Linked DNA regions of Triticum aestivum: region 1 is linked to region 2. A link is a contact called in public Hi-C data. All regions are on one chromosome and are shown on one strand. Each heading gives the region's core, a stretch centred on a gene start, on an enhancer-like site or on the middle of the called end of the contact. The rest is flanking DNA. Distances are from core to core; before and after follow the strand shown.

Region 1 (3,800 bases), core at 276-2,775, 710 kb after region 2:
TGGTGCTAATCATGCGCGGCTGCCCTCGCAGAATCCACAACCTTTTGCGTTGCCACAAGACAAACAAAAGTGATCAACAATGCGCCTACTGTCTAGTGCTACCTTACGGATAGTTTCTGTTTATGAAATTCCATGGTTGCTTCATCGAACATGAAAAACAAAAGATGGAGTGTTTAGGCCCTGCCCCGCGACGTGATTCCAGTTGTTTCTGGATGGAAGCGCCAATCTCCCCCAAATCTCTCGGCTGTCCCGACTTGCACGTTGGTGATCTCCATCATCTCCTCCACTAGGGACGACAGACCTTTCGGTCTCGAACATGCAAGAACTTGTCGACGGACATTGAAACATATGGATTCTTGCGGGTGTGGGTTTAGGACTTACGAGTGGTCATTTTGCTGCTGTGGTTGTGGACCACGGGGAGGATAGAAGACCCTCAAGAAAAGGCCAAAAGCACAGTAGCCAACGGTGGTTGATATTATAGTATAACAAGAAACACGCCGATTACCATTTACCGTCCCCTCACTTTCTCTGTCCAAAGATCTTCTCTTATCTTTAAAAAAATAAAGTTCCTATCTATTCATAGCAGTACAACGAAGAAAAATACAACCAGATCCCTAGACTATTTAGCCACGACTACAAACAATAAAACAAACCCAAAGCATGCCGTGGTCATCACCCAAGTTGTCAATTAGTTTGGAGGAGAGGGGCAGGGAGAATCAAAATCAAGAGCCTACCAATCAACAAAAATGAAAAAATAGTTGACTTCCTTCTCTCCTCCCAAGCAAACAAGAGATTAGGGTTCCTCCCTTCTATCAGCGGTGCCACCGATCTAACTCGTCTCATGTGGCCTAAGGTCATGGGCGTGCAGTGGATCCCGACCATTGCCGTCGGGAGGGCTCGGATGTTAGATGTTTTTTTGAATTTTGTTAGGATTTGTGTCCTGCTCAGAAATGTGAGACGGCGACGGTTCCTTAATGATGGAATAAAGTTTTCCCTGCCTAGCCTCCTATTCCGACGGTGCCTCTAGCATCGCCGGAGGCCGTGTGAAGGCGTGTCTCACATGATTCAGTTGGTGGTGGTCTTTGGTGGATCTGCTCAGATCCGGTCTTTGTTCATCTATGTTCATGTGTCTTCAGGCCGGATCTTTCCGATCTACATGTCTCTTCATCGATGGCGGTTGTTGTTCTGGTGCGCTAGTCCTATGTGGTCTTAGCACGATGACTTTCGGACTGTCATTACAACAAGTTTTGCTTGGCTCCGACGAATGAGGTGATGATGACCTTCGGCTTGCTTCAGTGCTTGTAATCGCCGCTAGGACGTCTACGGATCTGGATGTAAGTTTACTGTTCCTTGTATCGAAGATGAATAGATTGGAAGGTTTCGTAAAAAATAATACAAATACTACAATGCAGCCAAAGTGGATTCTGGGCCTGCCGGCTCTGGGCCCACAGCCTGGCTGCCTTCCTCCTCCTCCTCCTCCCCGTCTCCTTTCCGTTTGGTGTCCTTTTCTCCATAGGAAGCTGTGAAGCCCACCCAAATCCACACCACAGCAGGACTACTAGTACTAGTACACCGAGCCAAAGAAGAGAATGTTCTTGGATCCCCTTCCCTGCCTGCCACAACATTCCTACTCCCCCACCCTTCCAGTCCCCATAAACAAACAAACCAACAAACCTTCCTCCTCCTTCCCCTCCTCCTCCGGCGGCACCACTGGTCATCGACCTCTCTTCCTCATCTTCTTCTTCCGGGTCCGGGACGGTCCATTCCTTCGTTGAGTCGGGATCTTGGGCGGAAGAATCCAGGAGTAATTCGGCGGGTGGGTTTAGTTAGGTACCACAGTTATCCAAAGGTCCGCCGGCCCTTCTTTTCCGCGTCTCCAGAGGTCGCCGGAATCTCTCCTCTTCTCCTCACCAGTGGATGTGCAATCTCGTGTCGGCTCTCCGCGTAATCTGGACGCTCTTCGCCTTCCACGTCGCAGCGACGTCTCGGGGGATTTTGGGCTAAGATTGAGGTTTTGCGTGCGTCTGCCTGTGTGGGGAAAGTGCTTTCCTTTTCTCTTTTCTTTTCCCTTGGTTTCTCGAGGATTTGGTTCTGGTGTGTGCGGGGGGCCGGAATCTCTCTCTGCCTTTGATCCCAAGCAACCGGCCGCCTCGTTCATGTAGTGCGGCGTCCACTGGAACCTGGGACTCCTAACATGGCCTGCCTCAAGCTGGGATCAAGGGCTGATGTGTTCAGGAAGCAGGGTCAAGACTGGTATGAACAGCTTCTCTCTCTTTCTTCATTTCCCCCAACATGATCCTCTGCCATGTCTAGCCTCATGGTTGCAAATGACAATTTTAACATCTTATTAAAGTTGCTTCACCTTTTAATCCGTGCAATGTTTTCATTACTTGCTCTATTTGCTGCCATAATTGACATTTTTTAGCCATTGGAGTGTTTGTCCCTGTGCCATTACTTCTTTCAGGAATTGGAAAAATAATTGAATAGGTGCCATATGTGTGTACTAGAAGCTCCCATAAATCATCCATGGCCCAACCTCTTCCTGTTGGCCTCATCTGGGGTACTGATTATAATATGCTAACCAACTCCTTCTGGATGGAAGGCTCTGATCAAAACATCGAGCCCAGGCCAGCTAGGAAAACTACAACCGATTTTTGTTTTTAAGCTGACGCAACTTTCTGGGAGGACTCCCTACCAGTTATTTATCTAAAGACAGCCTGTTAATCAATATCATTATGCTAGGACTGTCATTTCGATGCATTCGATGCTCATACCGTTTGGAGTACTTCATCTGTTCCTGGAAAAATGGAACCTACCTTTTATAGTACCATTTTTGGGAGTTATTCAGATCAAGGCAGTGATGGGTAAAGGGATTAGCATTTATTCCCACCCTTCCATGAGAAATGTTGTCTCACCTGACTTTTGGGCCCGGTCGTTCTTATGTTCAGTACTTGCTGGAGCTGCACATGTTGGGCACTAAATGTGCCATATTGATTCCTCCAAATTCTGTTCTCTCATCACAATCACGCCGAGCATTACTCCGTCAGATACCGGTCCTGGAATATGTAATAAACTGCTACAAATCTGAAACTTGAGTATTTTTTTGGTTACGGTTAGAAGGCTTATAGCTAATCTCTCTTATGTGGTCTCTTGTATCCTATTTAAGTGCAATCTTTTTTTAGAACCATCTTTATTAGGCACATCACTTGATCAACACTTCTAAAGACATCTAAACTGTATTTAGAAGAGAGAGAAACAATTGTGACGTAGATTATTATTTTCAAGTCTGACCATGGATATTTTAGTGCATTTCTGTGTGCATACAGTCTAGAAGTTAGGAAGTCAAGCACGTTAATGTGCCTGGAGCTGGTTGTGATCAATGTTCAAGATATCGGTAACTAGTACCATATCAGTTGGGTGCTGAGTAGGGACAAATAGGCAAATTTTCCAGTTAATTGGCCGATAAATCAGTTAATCGGCTACTCGGTGACCCACCGAGTAGCGATTAACTGACCGAGATGCCGGTTTAACTAGCCAATATTTGGAACAATATTCATGATAACACATGGCCTTTTTATCCCTAAAATTTTCCATCTTAATGAGACAAGCTGGGGCTGATGTAAGATGTTGATATTCAGCTGGATTATGTAGTGCATTAAGTTTAGTTCACTCCGTTGATGAGCTCAAAGAGCACCAAAGTATACCATGTTTTTCCAAGAAGCAAAAATGCTGGAACATGTAGGAACAAATACATGTTGAAATAGTAGAAAAAAAATAGGGATAGACATGGAGGGTAGTGA
Region 2 (4,202 bases), core at 316-2,815:
AATTGTTCAAATAAGCATAACACCAGCTTCATATTTCTCGCTTTTGCCAAGTCGTGCTCCATAAAGATGATTGTATCATCAGCGTACTCCAGGATGGACACACCACCATCAACTAGATGAGGCACCAAGCCACCCACCTGACCGCCCTCCTTTGCCCTGCCTATCAGAATTGCCAACATGTCAACCACAATGTTGAACATAATAGGAGACATTGGATCACCTTGTCTCAGGCCCTTGTGTGTCTGGAAATAATGACCTATGTCGTCATTCACTTTAATTCCAACACTCCCTTTTTGCGTGAAAGATTCTACCTGGAGTCGCCAAGCTTCATCAAAACTCTTCATGCGTAAGGCCTGTTGAAGGAAAGGCCATTTGACTTTATCGCACGCTTTCTCGAAATCCACCTTGAAAACAACTTCATTTAGTTTTTTCGTGTGAATCTCATGGAGCGTTTCATGAAGGACCACAACCCCTTCGAGGATGTTCCTGTCCGGCATGAAAGTAGTTTGGGTAGGCTGCACCACAGCATGCGCAATCTGTGTGAGCCTATTAGTCCCGACCTTGGTAAATTTTTTGAAACTAACATTAAGAAGACATATGGGCCTGAATTGCTCAATTCTCACAGCCTCTGTTTTCTTAGAAAGCAGGGTTATCGTTTCAAAATTCAGTTGAAAAAGCTGAAGCTGTCCAGAGAATAAATCATGGAACAACGGCAACAGATCCCCTTTAATAATATGCCAGCACTTTTTATAAAACTCAGCCGGGAATCCATTCGGGCCGGGAGCCTTATTTTTTTTCATCTGCGATATGGCCTTAAACACCTCTTTCTCAGAAAAAGGAGCAGCTAAAATATCATTCTCAACAGCAGTAAGTTGAGGAACATCCTCAATCCTAGACTCATCTAGAGAAACACAGTTATCCTCTAGAGGCCCAAACAACTGCTTATAATACTCAGTAATGTATAATTTTAGGTTCTCCTGACCTAGAATCGTTCGTTCATCTTGTTCAAGCTGAAAGATCCTCTTCTTTCTGTGTTTGCCATTAGCGATCATGTGGAAGAACTGAGTGTTCGCGTCCCCTGGACAACTCGTCGGACCTTGGCCCACAGCGCCCACTTTAATTCTTCTTCACGAAGAAGCTCTTTCAGCCTCATCTCCGCGTCAAGCTTGGCATGAAGCTCTGAGGCTGGCAGAACCGTGGTTTTTGCTTTTAACCGTGACTTCTTGATTCATGAGGAAATTGAATTGTTCCTTGTAAAATTCCGGCGAAATTCTTGCCTCCAGACAGGGCCTCGGTGTGGTGAGGTTGTTACTTGTGCCGGGAAGTTGATGGAAATGTACTTGCCGCCAGGCATATATGATGTATTCATGCAGAAATTTTGGCCATATGTTTCTTCTCACCTTTGCAGTAATTATTTGCGTTGCCTCTGTTGTGTGCTGCTCAAGATAATTCGAGAAATATCGCGCCTTATTGATCAAGAGACTGCGACATTCGACAAACAAATTACAGAATTACTAGTACTGTACATGACTAAAGCGAACCGACTCTCTGGTTTGGTCGAGTCCAGTATGCTTTTGCGAGCGTCAGATCTGAAACTTAGGGCCCAGATCAACCAAGTTCCACACCGTGCGTTGCGCCCCGAGTCCAGTCCTCCCGGCGGCGCCGCCTCTGCGCGCTTTGGGCAGGAGGCCGACGCCACCATTGCCGGAGACCTCGCACCCCTTCGGACCCAAGTAGGAGTCCAGTGTCTTTACTCTGGAGAGCGATGGATTCTCCAGAAATTCCGCCCTCTGACCGCAGAGAAGAGCGGCCGCCAGCGTCGCTGCCGCTGCCGGCGGCCTTTCTCGAGTTCCTCGGCGAGAATGGCCTGGACCCCGCGCTCTACTCCAAGGCGGACACCATCCCGCGCTACATCAGGTGAGGCAAGCCTTCACACTCGCCAAGATTGCCATCCACTAGCAATTCGTCACATGAAGGGTACAAAGGAGAGGAGAGTAGCCTGACTTGTTTCTCAAATCCCTAGGTTAAAACCAGGCATGGAGTCCAGTGTGGTGACAGAGATCGAAAGCGAGCTCAAGTGTGATCTCATGAGGGTGTCGTGGCTGCCGGACTTCTATGCGATCCCGCCTGAAATTCAGATTGCTGGATCCAAGGCTTATCAGCAAGGGAAGGTGAGGAGAAACTTTTGTCACGATTGTTTTGAAGCTGACCCATGTTGCTCAGCCTAGTCTAATTGTATGCGGCTATATGATGTTAATGTGCTTGTTATTAGATTTTTGTCAAGTGTTCTCTGAGGCAATTTATCCTCGATAGCAATCGAATAACATTATGTTTTATTGTTTATTAGTATAAGAGACCAAATGCTCGAACCGCTAACAGTTTGGTGATGCCATCATGCTACAAATTAAGCTGAAGCTGTTAAATCTCATGGCACTTTTGTGGTTGCCACCTGATTTGTAACGGATTCTCTCATAAAGCCAAAGTGACACACTTGTTGTTAATTGTAGGAGAAGCTGAAATTTCCCAGTAAAAAATCTACCGTGTTGTCATGTTCTTATCATGCACTCTTCTGTGCGTGACATTTTGCTTCATCTAAACATCTTTAAAAACATTTCAGATCTATGGGATTGATGCAGCTTCTGGAGCTGCCATCTTAGCACTCGATGTTCAATCAGGAGACCATGTTCTTGACCTCTGTGCTGCACCAGGTAACTGTTTTTAATATACTTCAAGTACACACTAGACCAATGTTTTCTTAGAGCCAATGTCTACCCTACAATCATAAACGAGCACCCCTGCCAAATATTTGTGTGGGCGACATGTATCACCAATATGTCAGGACCTAGTTTTCTCAAGGGCATAAAAACATGGAAAGCCTTTCCTGATTGTTGATCTTTAGATATATCATACAAAAATACAGTTTCAAGTATGACAGGTATGTTGCATCTAGGAGAGTGGGGTTTTACATTCCTGTTGTTTGATGGACCGGTTCGGTGTCTAGTTTGGTTCATATGTTGAATTTTATTCTCCAACATGTCCAATATAGTAGTGTTAGTTCAACACATATTTCCCCGTCCTTGTGATGATGTTGTTTGGTTTGTTATAAGGGATTTGTTTGCTATGGATCCTGTAGCTTGTGTTAGACCTCTGCTATCTGTTGGATTTTTATTCAGCGATATACTAACCTTTCATCTATATGACATGCAAGGTGCAAAGCTTTGCATGCTTGCAGATATGCTTGGTAGCTCAGGTTCTTTGACTGGTGTTGATGTTGCAAAGCACCGTCTTGCAGCCTGTCGTACGATGTTGCAGAAGTATTCTCTTGGAGATCGTAGTCGACTCTTTGTTGCTGATGGGACTTCGTTTTCCATATTGCCTGTGAACTCCAATCTGGGGAGCATGGAAGGTATTTTCAGCAGAAGAATCCAGTCCCGCTTTTGTTTTACTTCTTCTGCACGTATGAATGATTTAGCTTGTTTTGAGTTCATGCTCTTTGTCACAGCTTTTGTTGGAATTGAGGATAATGGAAGCATATTCTCAGAATGGACTTCAAAGAGATCATGGAAAGACAGACAGAAGTCTAAAAAGGCAAAAGCAGCCGGTTCACCTCATCTACCATCAACTTCCGAACCTGAACTGATATACTATGGCAAAGATTCAGGATTAGTTGGATTGCAAAAACGTTATGTTCTTCACCCATCAACTGATGCTGCTGCCTGTACATCTGGGTATGATAAGGTATTCCTTTGCTTGTGTTATTTTGTAAACTGCTAGTGTTATCGTTACTGAACTACACAAGTACTCTGTGACTTTGATTAGTAAAAAGAAGTGGAAATATGCATGATCTACGTTGTGCCATTGATTTTTTTAAGCCTTCATAGCCAACTCCACATGTAGTTGCAAATCAGACTGTCAATTAGCTCTAAAAAGTGTACCTTTCACTCATTCTGTTGAGGACGAGGGAACACTTTTCACCTTCTGAAAGAGTACTGAAGCACTTTATAGAACTCTATCAGATGCAGCTTATGTTTGAGGTTGGAATATTCTACTGCAACTTATTCGGCAACTTGTATCATCTCATTTGTCCCTTTGGATGGAATGCATGCAGGTCCTAGTGGATGCAGAATGTACTCATGATGGATCGATAAAACACATTCAGAAGTTTGAGTTCTGGGGATGGAAAACATTAGACCGCCGTGTAC

Evidence for each region. Hi-C and Micro-C count contacts between places; a contact is called where the count stands out from the background.
Region 1: a Hi-C map of leaf shows a contact between it and region 2, with 6 times the contacts expected there. The contact joins the promoter of LOC123164182 here to the promoter of LOC123165639 in region 2. A contact is called at or near these places in 2 of 5 Hi-C or Micro-C datasets (both in leaf).

What each region holds. Positions count from the first base shown.
Region 1 is chr7D:389,947,768-389,951,567 of IWGSC CS RefSeq v2.1, forward strand. It overlaps LOC123164182 (BTB/POZ domain-containing protein At1g30440), which reads left to right and starts at 1,526. Exons shown (of 4, transcript XM_044581593.1): 1 at 1,526-2,253. The coding sequence starts at 2,195.
Region 2 is chr7D:389,239,742-389,243,943 of IWGSC CS RefSeq v2.1, forward strand. LOC123165639 (ribosomal RNA small subunit methyltransferase B) reads left to right here and starts at 1,566. Exons shown (of 9, transcript XR_006483083.1): 1 at 1,566-1,917; 2 at 2,024-2,171; 3 at 2,618-2,708; 4 at 3,209-3,406; 5 at 3,503-3,738; 6 at 4,109-4,202.